Regions from separate parts of the Mus musculus genome. Here regions 2 and 3 are each linked to region 1. Evidence: chromatin contacts called from public promoter capture Hi-C data. All regions are on one chromosome and are shown on one strand. The core of a region is the stretch at or near the end of the contact, and the rest is flanking DNA. Distances in the headings are between cores, read along the strand shown. Region 1 holds the start of Slc25a25 (solute carrier family 25 (mitochondrial carrier, phosphate carrier), member 25). Region 2 holds the start of Dolpp1 (dolichyl pyrophosphate phosphatase 1). Region 3 holds the start of Ptpa (protein phosphatase 2 protein activator).

Region 1 (3,681 bases), core at 560-3,059:
GCTTCCTATGCTGATACTAAGTAGGTTAAATACCTTGGATGTTGATCCAAGATTATCTTGGACATGACACTTTATGTGGCCACCTAAGTAACAAACTGGCATAATTCACTGCCACCTTACCAGGTTTTCTTCATATTTGGCTATGAAATTCGTAATTACTGTACATACAAATGAACCAAATACTAATTTTGGCCACAAACTGGTTATCAGGCAAACTGCTCATTAGAATCACCCCAGATTGTAAGCCAGTCTATGCCACAATAATGAAACACTTGGTAAAGGGAAGCCACAGTTAAAGTCAAACTGAAAAACCAACATGAAACAGAAAGGGAAGAAAAAGCCACTGCTCAGGGCTTCTTGTGCAGGAAGGATAGTAGTTCTGTTTCTTGCAGACCCAGAAATGGCCATTTCTCCACCCCTGTCTCCCAGTCTTGGCCCATCCCTTTCCAGCCAACAAATATCCTTAGATGTATCTAACTTTCATTTTTTGAAAAAAGTTCCAATTGAGCGATGGTGGCAAAGGCCTTTAATCCCGGCGCACTCAGGAGGCAGAGGCAGGTGGATCTCTGATTCCGAGGCCAGCCTGGTCTACAGAGGGCGTTCCAGGGCAGCCAGGACTACATTGAGAAACACTGTCTAGAAAAAAAAAATCCCCAAAACCAACCGAACAAACAAAAAAAGAATCTTTCTTCAGATTCTTTAACATATTCGCACTCCAATTCGACAAAGGGATCATGACCCAGTGTTCTGAAACAGCAGTGGGGGGCTGGGTCTAAGCCATGAGAAAGAACTGTTCAGTCTTCATCACCCACATCCACACTGATCTGCCTAGAACCCCAGTTCCCATTTTTTTCTTCCCCAACACCCACATGTCTCTGTGAGCAACCAGATTAGAGGCACCGGTGGCATGGAAACGAGAGTGGGGGGAGAAGAGCGAGCGAGCGAGAGACAGACAGACAGACAAGGGGTGCCAATGAGAATGGGTGGATAGGAACCTAGGTGTTGAGGGAGGATGGGCACCAACTTGGCCTTGAGGTCCGTAGGGCAATCTTGAGATCTATCTGTCCTTCTATCTAGAGGGAAGTAGAGGGGGCTTTCTGTCCATCAAAGAGACCCAAGGGTGCCCATCTGTAGCCACGACGAGCTTTTCTCACGGCCCCATCTCCCACCTGAGGAGCCCCACACTAACAAGGTGTGAATTTCCTTTCCATCTGTCAGTGGAGGGACACTATCCCCCCCAACACCAGGGGTTCCGCTCAGCTCTAGCAGCGTCCGTCGAAACCTGACAGGCTACAGAAAGCAGCCCGAGAAGTCCTGCGGTCCCGACCCGTCCCCTTGGCGTCGGTCTCTCTCCTCAAGACCTCCCGGATCCTCCCCGCCCGCGCGGACGGCGCACGCAGACTTACCCGGAGCTCGCCCTCCGTGCGGTGCAGTCCCAGGCGCCGCAGCCCCACCGCCAGGTCGTTGACACACAGGCCGCCGTCGCGGTTGACGTCGAGTGTCTGGAAGAGGCTCCACAGGCGTAGCTGGTGGTCCGGGCCGCCACAGACGGCGCCGCCGCACGGGTCCCCTACAGAAGCCGGCGACGAGGCGGACGACGAGGCGGTGGCGGCGGCGTCCGGCGGCGGGGAGGCCACGCAGCGGCACAACACACTGCTCACCATCGGGCGCGAGGCGGGGGCGCCGGACGCCGGGCTGAAGGCGGCAGGAGAGCGACCCGAGCGCGGAAGCACGCCGGCTTTCCTCAGACAGCGAGCGCGGGCTCCGAGAAGCCGGCCGACTGGAGGGAGGGGCCGCTTCCGGGAGCCCCGCCCCGCGGCGCGCAGAGGCGCTGACCGCGCCCTCTGGCGCACTGCCGACCAATCATAGGCCGGTATGTCGGCTCCGGGATCAATGAGGGGGCGGAGTCACCGTGCCAGCTCGAAGGCGATTCAAACTGAGGGAGCCGGGGATTGGCTGAAGCTGGGTAATAGGCAAGCAGAAAGCCTTGTGTCCAATTCCCATTCAGAAGCTCTATTTAGACTGCGGAATGATGAGGCTGAGAGGAGCGTTGTGTAAGGAGAGATCGTAGCTAACAGTGGAAATGAAATGTATATGAGGGTAACTGTGGACTGAAGTTAGAAAACACAGCACCATTGAATAAAATGAAAATTTAACGGGCTGACGACTCGAAACCGAGAACACGAATCAAAATCAGGAGGCTAAGCTTTAGGAGTCTTCTAAACTGCCAATAAAACAACTGAATTTTACAACGTAATAGTCGCGACACGAACTGAACGACAGTCTGCTTTTCCAATGGAAGTGAATAATGTCCGTGTGGGCGGACATCCTGAAGCGACAGACAAGACTTTAGACCAATGACCAGGCCAGTTCTAGCAAAGAGGTGTGTCCTCTAGGAGGAATGGCAGGCCTGGAGAGCCAGTGATCGGCCAGATATTTGAGCCACGCCAAACCTGGAGGGCGGGGCTTCTCAGGGATGTGCCGAGGGGCGGGAAGAAGGGAAGTGGGCGGATCTCCGCACACCCCAGCGGAAGAGGCAGATTCAGGAAGCCATTACGCAGCTGGCTGGCGGCGGTCGGGCCGGTCAGGGCTGGGCCCTACGCACTTTGCGTAGCGAGGGGGGTTACTTAAGGCCTGGTACTTGGCCTTGAACAAGCCCTGCCTGTCCCCCTAAAGGGGGTGGGAGTGAAAGAGAGGCGAGGCTGAGGAAGAAGAGAAGAGAAATTGGGGCTGTTAAGAGCATTATAATTTCTTTAAAAAGAGAGGAAAGGGGAGGCCATGGCTGTCCCAGCCAAGAAGAGGAAGATGAACTTTTCAGAGCGGGAAGTGGAGATCATCGTGGAGGAACTGGAACTGAAGAAGCACCTGCTGGTGAACCACTTCAATGCTGGGGTCCCTCTGGCTGCCAAGAGTGCAGCCTGGCATGGCATCCTGAGAAGGGTCAACGCTGTGGCCACCTGCCGTAGGGAGCTGCCCGAAGTCAAGAAGAAGTGGTCCGACCTCAAGACCGAGGTCCGTCGCAAGGTTGCCCAAGTCCGAGCTGCTGTAGAAGGTGGCGAAGCTCCAGGGCCCACAGAAGATGATGGAGCTGGTGGGCCTGGGACAGGCAGTGGCAGTGGTGGCAGTGGCACAGCCATAGCTCCTGTACTGCTGACCCCTATGCAACAGAGGATCTGCAACCTGTTGGGTGAGGCCACCATCATCAGCCTACCCAGTACCACAGAGATCCATCCCGTGGCCCTCGGATCCACGGCCACTACAGCCGCAGCCACCGTCACCCTGACACAGAGTGAGTGAGCTCTCCTGCTCAATTCAGCTGCATAAATGGGACGGGCCAGCAATACTGGGACAGCCTGGGGCAAATTGGCTGCCAAAGGTCAAAAGTCAGATGGCGATCTTGGAAAGACCATGAGGTCTTCCAAGAACTCCCCAGACTGATCTTGTTCTTTTAGGGTCTTCCTCAGCATGTGGCTAGCTGGATCTCCCACATGCTGACCTATGTAGTGTTGAAGGCAGAGATTGTCTGTAGCCCCTCGGGACTTAGGACCTCATATTAATAGGCAGCCAGGATATACTTGTTGAATGACTAACTAGGACTAATACTGCCCAAGTGAGACACCCATTCTGTACAAAGACATTCTGTGTTTTCAGTATACAAACAAACACCAGGCATTTCTCAGG
Region 2 (3,681 bases), core at 365-2,864, 2.1 Mb before region 1:
GCTATTCCCTCAGAGACTCAGTGGCTCAGCCCCACCCACCTCCCCCACAAGAAGTCCAGCTTTTCTTCCTGCTGGAGACTCGCCCCAATAACTCCCACACATTTTCAGTTCTTCATCTTGTCACTTCCTTAGGGATGCTCTCTCTGTGTTTCTGGGACTCTGAAGAAGGGCAAGGCAGCCTGACCTTCCATGGGTGCCCTCTCTCTCAGAGAACTATTCTAGGAAGCTCATGACCACGTCTCACACCTCTTTCTTTCAAAGGCTAATAATGACTTTGCCTGAGAGAGAGAGCTAAGGGCAGGTGACTAGGAGGTGGGCCCAGCTGGATAAGTTCAGGCTGGGTAGGGAGACGGAAGACAAGCTGAACACCACTGGGGGATTCTGAGTCCCCAGCCTACTTAGAGTAACCTACAATTCTGGCTTCCACGGGCTGCCAGACTAAGCCACTGTAGCTAGTGACCTCAGAACATAGAATATGGAGGGCCAAGGCTCCAACCTAGACCTACTGGGTACCCCCAGGTCTAAGGCAGACCCGGAACCTGCTTTTATTTTTATTTTTTTACTGTACATGCTCTGGGCCTTAGTCAGAGGTCAGAGAACCGTTGCATACTGGCAGAGGCAGACAAGGAAATAATTACAGTCAAGTGTAGCCAGAGATGAGGTAGGCAAAGGAGGTGCAATTGTGGGAGACCACTGGAACTCCCCCACCCCCTTTCTGAGGTAGCCCAGACTGGCTTCCAACTCACAGAGATCCCCCTGCTTCTGTGGAGGCCCTTCTCTTAATTTTCAGAACCTGAAGCTATGAACTGACAAGTCAGCCTGGGCCAGGCAAATGGGGCAGGAGTGTGTGTGCCCATTCCTTGCAGAGAAATTTGAGGAATTGGAATCTGGCCTAGACAGTAAGTAGGTCTGTCTGGAGAGAGTTGGTTCAGAAAGGGGACGTGGGTGGGAGGTGTGGCTGTTTCTTCAAGAATGTTTCTTCAAGAATGGGGAAACAGAGAAGGGTAGATGGAACATCTGGATTATACTGAAAATGGTCCCAAGTGGCCTCACTACGCTACGGCGTAATTGAAACGTATAGCATCCCATCTAAGATATCTACAATATGTGCTACATCCCAGAAGTGAGGACCAATAATTTTTTTTTAACAGAAAAGTTCCTTTGCGGAACTGCACCTCTTGTCTGTCAGTAAAGGGCAATAAAAAACTGCACTAGGTCTTTGACTTCAGTTTACATTTATGGACAGGAAGCCAGAACCTGGAGGACGAGGCAGAATGATGCTGGGGCAAGCCTAGCCTTCATAGTGAGGAACACATTTTTGTTTTCCAAATGGGTCGGTTGAGACCCGGTGGTGCTGAGGCTGCTCCTCCACTGCGCTCTGGGTTCTCAGGAGCTTTAACTCTGGGCGCAGGTGCCAGCCTAACCAAAGCTCCCACCAAAGTACAACACGCCCCCCGAGATAGCGCCTGATTGGCTCGCCCTTCCCACACGCCGAGCTAAGCTTACCTTTTGATTGGCTGTTCTGCGCTCTGTCCTGCGCTGCGAGTGCTCCATTCTCTTGATTGGTTAGTCAACTACCTGAACTCGCACGGGATTGGACACTGGCAAAGCTGCGCGAGTCCCCGCTCTCTGATTCGCCGCACGGGCCAGCCTCACGACCTGCACACTGAATGGCTGCGCCACTACCTGCAATCGGCCTCGGATTGGGTGCGTGGCGTCTCCCCGGCGTGATAGGTCAGGACCACCGCCCCCCTTGCTCCCCATTGGCTGCTCTGCGAAGCCCGGTCTCCGGGTAAGATGGCAGCGGACGGACAGTGCTCGCTCCCCGCTTCATGGCGGCCAGTGACCCTCACCCACGTCGAATACCCTGCAGGTAAGAGCCTGCCCCGGCTCCGAGGACGTTCTCCTCGAGCTGCCGCCACAGCCCCGGGCGTTCCGGGCCGCGCGGACCGCCTTCGGGGCGCCTTGGAACCGCGGTGGGAACTGTCAAACAGCGAGCCTTGGAGGGGCTCGGCCGGCGCGCGCGCCGCGCAGGCGCAGTGAGGCGGCGATGAGCAGGGAGAAATTGCGAGCGGCTCGCTCGTGTGCTCTGCGGCTGCGCGGCCGAGTCGCTCTCCGGGGTCCCGGGGTGCTGGTGGGCTGTCCTGGGCCGGGGGAGGGTCTGGATAGGGCGGGCGAGGATCTGGGCCTGGACTTTGTCCCTTGTGCCCCGCCCTCCCCCGAGCCAGAGAGGCCGCACTCCTGCTCGGCTGTGCAGGGAGTGACAGTTTCCTTCACTACGCTGCGGGCTGCTCACTGGAGAAAGCTCCCAGTTGCAGGGAGTGTGCAAACCCAGGCCAGGTTTGGGAGAATTTGCGGCGCCACGCCCTGAGCAGCGCGGCAGAGGCCAGCCGCCAAGGGGGCATGCAGCCCCTGGGAGCCTGACTTGTAAGAGCTTCCATCTGACACGCCTCTGGGAGTGCCCGCCTCTCTGGTGGGAAGGTCCATTAGCCATGGTTCTGAAGTTCCGGCTCGGCTCCATAGAGTGGAGCGGAGCGGAGCTTAGGCCTTGGGGTGAGACGTTTCCGGGCTCCAGGGTAGGCACCACCCCTCCAGTCACTTCATCTTAAGTGGCTCCAAGTACAGTGTCTCCTTTCTGTAATGGTGTGTGACTCAAATGACCACAGGCCTAAGAGGTGCTGGGCACAGAGCCTGGCCCACAGTGGACACCCAGTAAATACCTGTAGTTTATCTCTCTAGCTTGCCAGCACCCTCCCTGGATAAATGTTTGTTGCTGAGCAGCCGGGGCCCCCTTGCTGGCCTCTGGTTGTCCAGGAAGGGCCTGTCCTCTTGGGTAGAGGGCCTGAGAACTTGGGTCTGCTGAGAACACAGGGCCACAGGCCAGGAGAACTTTGCCTCTGGGTGTTCTGGGTTATACTTAAGGTGTGGCAGTCCAGGGATGGGCCCTATCAAAGTGCCTGTTCATTACCCAACCACCCATCCATCCATTCATTCTGCATTCCCTTAGCATAGCATCTCCCGGGTGCAAGGCCCTGGGCCAGCTCGGGGTTTGGAATGATGAAGTCCCTGCACTCTTGTTCTATGGAAAGTCTCTGCCCCTGAGGAGGGAAAACAGGCCTGGTGAAGGGGAGAGACCTGACTGGGGTCTCCACAGCTTCCCGACTCTCCGTCCTTGGCGTCAGAGTAGCTTCTTGGAGGGCTCATGGCCTTTCAGGTGAGAAGAGCCTGCAGCTGTGAACACCATAACACATACAAGGCTGTGTGTGCTGTGGGGGCTGGTTGAGCCCGAGGATATCTGGCAAGGTACCCCTGCACTTGATGTCGCTCACTACACTGAACATGCTTCCTTCATGCCTGAGTCCTGTGGCGTGTCCTACATTGCTACACTCAAGACAGTAGGTTATGGAGACCTTGTCACTACCCTAAAGTACAGAGGGCAAAGAGAGGCCCCACACAGCTACTTACACTAGCCAGTGGGTCACCATGTCCCAGTCACACATCTCAGCAGGCTCTCACCCTTGTGATTGTGGCTGTGCTGCCTCTTAGCTTTTGTTTTTTGAGTTCACCTAGGCAGCATCCTAGGTGGGGGAAGCCACGTGTGTATGTATGGGTCCAGAAGTAGGACAGCACAGTGTGTTCAGGGAGCTGCAGTAATGTCCCTGCAACTGGAGCAGAGGGTGG
Region 3 (3,681 bases), core at 803-3,302, 2.0 Mb before region 1:
TGGAAAGAGAAGACAAGACTCACAATTCAGGCGTGAAGGGTGGTGAGGCAGTAGCCACTGGCGTGGTAGCATCTAAGGCTGGAGCAGTGGTAGCTGTGGGGCTGCAGATGCCGCTCTGCCTCTCGCTAGCCTCCAGAAGAGGAGGAGTAAGGCAGGTAAGTGGGCTGGAAGTAGGTACTGAGGTAAGAGGAGACTGGGAGCTCTCTCCTGTCTTCTTTAGATGGGCCCAGTGCCAGGGAGGCAAGCCAAGAGAGGTATTAAAAAATCCACCTGTCAAAATCTTCATAGATCTTTTTGATGTGGGAAAACTTGGCTGGAGGGTGGAAACAGGCTGGCCGCTAACCTGTGGCCCTGAAATCAGCCCTGCTTGGGAATGGTGCAAGACAGGAGATGCCAGGGAAGGGCCACTAGTGGACAACCAACGATTGCCACACACCTGCCCAGCTGTTTCCCTTCCAGACCTCAGGGCCTTGGTGGCCACCCCTCTTTTGGTGGTTTGTTTGTTTTTTCTAAATGAGTTCTGGATCATCCAGGTTGGGATCAATAGTGGGGGAAATACACTTTTGTGCTTCTGCTGTGAGTAATAAGCCAAAAGACCCCATTTGGGCTCAGTTTATTAGCACAACCATGGGATTTGATTGTCTCCTTGTTTCAGTCTCCCTAGCATTAAAATGCTTATGCAGTAAGGTGGTCCCAGAGGGTGACGGAAGGCGGGACGACTTGGAGGAGGGTCTCAGGTGCTGCCAGGACTCTTAGTAGAATCTCAGTCTTAGCTGCCAACCCAGTGTCTGACAGGGCAGTCCAGTTCACAGCTGGATAGACAGCCTGAATCAGAGAGGACAGGAGCTCACCATTAGGATAGCTGCTTTAGATAAGGATGGTGAGGGGCAGCCTGCCACCTCCTGCCTCCTCCTGCCTGTTTGGGGGATTTTCAGTACTAGTCTCCACCTGAGGTTCTCTTAGCAATATGCAATGGGGAGGGTGGGCATCTGATGAACTCAAGGAGACTGGGTAGGCTTGGAGAAGTGGCTCTAGTCGGGCAGAAGCATAGCCTAGGGCTGAGCTCTCTAACCAGTAGCCCCGACAGGTGTCTGAGTCCGAATAACTGGGAGCATTAGGGAGGAGTGGAGTGGAAAGGTACAAAAGACTTGAACCTAGGTTTCTCAGTCTTCTTCTGGGATCGAACCCACCCCTTACCTGGTCTCCTTTATCCACCTTGCAGATCGCACCCTACCAGCCGGTCTGGGGTTTTCTTGACCGTTGCTGGAGGCCCGCCCGTCTTGTCCCGTCCATGGCCCTGCTGGGCGAACTCACCACGGTTCTGGCAGCAAAGGCTAACATCGTCCCAGTCTGTTTGCGGACACTTGGTCCGCTCCGCCCCTCGCGCTGGGTAAAGACTGCGCCACTGCTGGGGTGCTGGGGTCAGTGGGTTCGCGGCTCCGGTTCTAGGTTCAAGGTCGCCGAGTCACTGCCGCTAGCCAGTAGAGGCGGCCCCGCGGCCACCGGGCCCGGCGGGCTGCCGGTGGGGCAGGACTCACGGGGCGGAGCTTTGGTGGCTCGCAGTCCCCGGCCGCTCGCCCCGATCTCGGGGTGGGCCCAAGCCGGGGAGTGGCCGCAGAGGGCGGGGCTTGCGGAGACGGACCTCTAGCTCAGCTGTTAGCAGCCCGGCGCTGGGCTCCCGTCACGGGGTCACAACGGTAGGCGCTGTCCCGCTCGTGCTCTCCGCCTCCGAAAGCCACCTTAGCTGTCGAGGCGGTCACGTGCGTTCAAGTCTGACTGGTGTCCTTGAACGTCACTCTAGGAATGGCAGGAGAACACAACTGTTGACTGGGGACTGTCTCAGATTGCTTGGGTGGAGGCATGCACAAAGAAGATGACAGGTGGCCTTGCTCCGCAAGAATACTGCTGCCATACCTATTCCCTCCATCACCCCTCACCAAAACAAACAAACAAACAAACAAACAAGCAAACAGAACCCGACGCCCCGCACAAACATGGCTGCCAGCGCCGCAGTTGGCTTGCAGGCGGCAGCCGTTAGTGCGCATGCTCCTCGGCGCCCCGCACCAAGATGGCCGCTGCCTCGGTCGGCGCGGCCGCCGCGAGACGGCCGTTGGTGGGCATGCTCCCTGAGTGCCTCGCACCGGCATGGCTGCCGCCTTCGCGCGAGTGACTGTAATTCTCGGCTTCCGGTCCTAGCCAGTCAGCGCTCATTTCCCTGCTGGAAGCTTGGCGGAGCCGGGGAGAGCTGCGGGGTGAACATTGAGAGGGACCGGCGAGCATCCGCTCCGGCTCCTCACGGAGAAGATGGCCGAGGGCGAGCGGCAGCCGCCGCCAGGTAGGGCGGTTGGAGGGCCCGGGCGTGCGGGTGGGAAAGGGGTGTGGCTCGGGGGGTCTCCCGAGTCTGAGGAGCTCTGGGGACGGAGGAGGCAGGGCTGACGGCCTGGGCTGCAGGCGGGTGGCGGTGAGGGCGACCCGGCCAGGGCGGGCGGGCAGAGCGCGGTCAGGGGAAAGGCTCTGGACCTGGGGGCAGAGTTGCCTGGGGTCGGGGCGAGAGGGATCCAGGAGGCTGCGTTCTTTATGAGACTCCGCTCGGGTGGACCTGGGCCTCGCTCGGACGCCAGGCTCCTTCATGCATGTCCTGCCCACCCTGCATGTCTTCCCTCCCTCCGTCCCTCCTTCCGTCCTGCAGGCTTGGCTCTGGGGGTTTCAGTATCTGCAGAGTTAATTGAGAGAAACTGCCCACGGTGTCTAAACCACTAATTTTAAGAGGCTGTTTGTACAAAATGAGAGGGTTGGTGGCATCGTCGTCTGTAACTTTTATTTACACTGTGGCCTCGTTGTGGTCCATCTCAAGTAACTAGGGCAGAGACAGAGGCCAGATGCTCCAGTAGAGACCCCCTTTCCTGGAGGAGGAGAAAGCAGTTTGCTGACTCCGTGTAGTTAAGAAGGACTGGAAAATTCTTACAGAGTGGCTAGGTTGGCTAAACTCAGCTCGTACTTTGATAGTGTTTGATGTACCTTCCACCACACTTCCTTTTTTGTGGTCCCAAAGAAAGTCTCAGGAGGAAGAAAATTTGAAAATCAAAAGAAGCACCATTTTTGTGGCGCCCCCCCCCTAAATATATGAACACGTGGAATTCAAAACCAGACATTTATTTTAAGTTATACAAAATCTCTATGAATGTGTCGTTTTTGTTTGTTTTGTTTTTGTTTTTCGAGACAGGGTTTCTCTGTGAAGCTCTGGCTGTCCTGGAACTCACTCTGTAGACCAGGCTGGCCTCGAACTCAGAAATCCACCTGCCTCTGCCTCCCATGTGCTGGGAGTGCGCCACCACTGCCTGGCCTTATGGATGTGTCTTAATCGACTTTAGTGTTGACATCAAGACATAGATAGTAGCTAGCACTCGGGAGGCAGAGGCAGGTGGATTTCTGAGTTTGAGGCCAGCCTGGTCTACAGAGTGAGTTCCAGGACAGCCAGGGCTATACAGAGAAACCCTGTCTCCACAAAAAAAAAAAAAAAAAGAGTAGCTATCAGGCAGGCAGACTCCTTTTGAAATGAGTGTCTCTGAAGATGAATAGGGAAGGGACATTGGGGACCAGAACCTATGTACTAGAGGGAAAAAACAAACAACCAAACAACCTTAGGAAGGTTGTGGACATTTTTGAGTTACACAGACTATA

The links. Promoter capture Hi-C pulls out the DNA fragments that hold promoters and counts their contacts.
Region 2: a contact with region 1 is called in a promoter capture Hi-C map of pre-B cells, with 2.8 times the contacts expected there. The contact joins the promoter of Dolpp1 here to the promoter of Slc25a25 in region 1. A contact is called at or near these places in 2 of 39 promoter capture datasets (liver and pre-B cells), 1 of 115 datasets of contacts at active chromatin or transcription factors (astrocytes) and 1 of 9 other capture datasets (liver).
Region 3: a contact with region 1 is called in a promoter capture Hi-C map of pre-B cells, with 4 times the contacts expected there. The contact joins the promoter of Ptpa here to the promoter of Slc25a25 in region 1. A contact is called at or near these places in 2 of 39 promoter capture datasets (liver and pre-B cells).

What each region holds. Positions count from the first base shown.
Region 1 is chr2:32,449,661-32,453,341 of GRCm38.p6, forward strand. Slc25a25 (solute carrier family 25 (mitochondrial carrier, phosphate carrier), member 25) reads right to left here and starts at 1,810. Exons shown (of 10, transcript NM_001164357.1): 1 at 1,407-1,810. The coding sequence starts at 1,664. It overlaps Naif1 (nuclear apoptosis inducing factor 1), which reads left to right and starts at 797. Exons shown (of 2, transcript NM_194335.2): 1 at 797-3,289. The coding sequence starts at 2,779.
Region 2 is chr2:30,390,640-30,394,320 of GRCm38.p6, forward strand. It overlaps Dolpp1 (dolichyl pyrophosphate phosphatase 1), which reads left to right and starts at 1,615. Exons shown (of 8, transcript NM_020329.4): 1 at 1,615-1,873. The coding sequence starts at 1,798.
Region 3 is chr2:30,413,998-30,417,678 of GRCm38.p6, forward strand. It overlaps Ptpa (protein phosphatase 2 protein activator), which reads left to right and starts at 2,053. Exons shown (of 10, transcript NM_138748.5): 1 at 2,053-2,335. The coding sequence starts at 2,305. Crat (carnitine acetyltransferase) reads right to left here and starts at 1,751. Exons shown (of 14, transcript NM_007760.3): 1 at 1,315-1,751. The coding sequence starts at 1,341.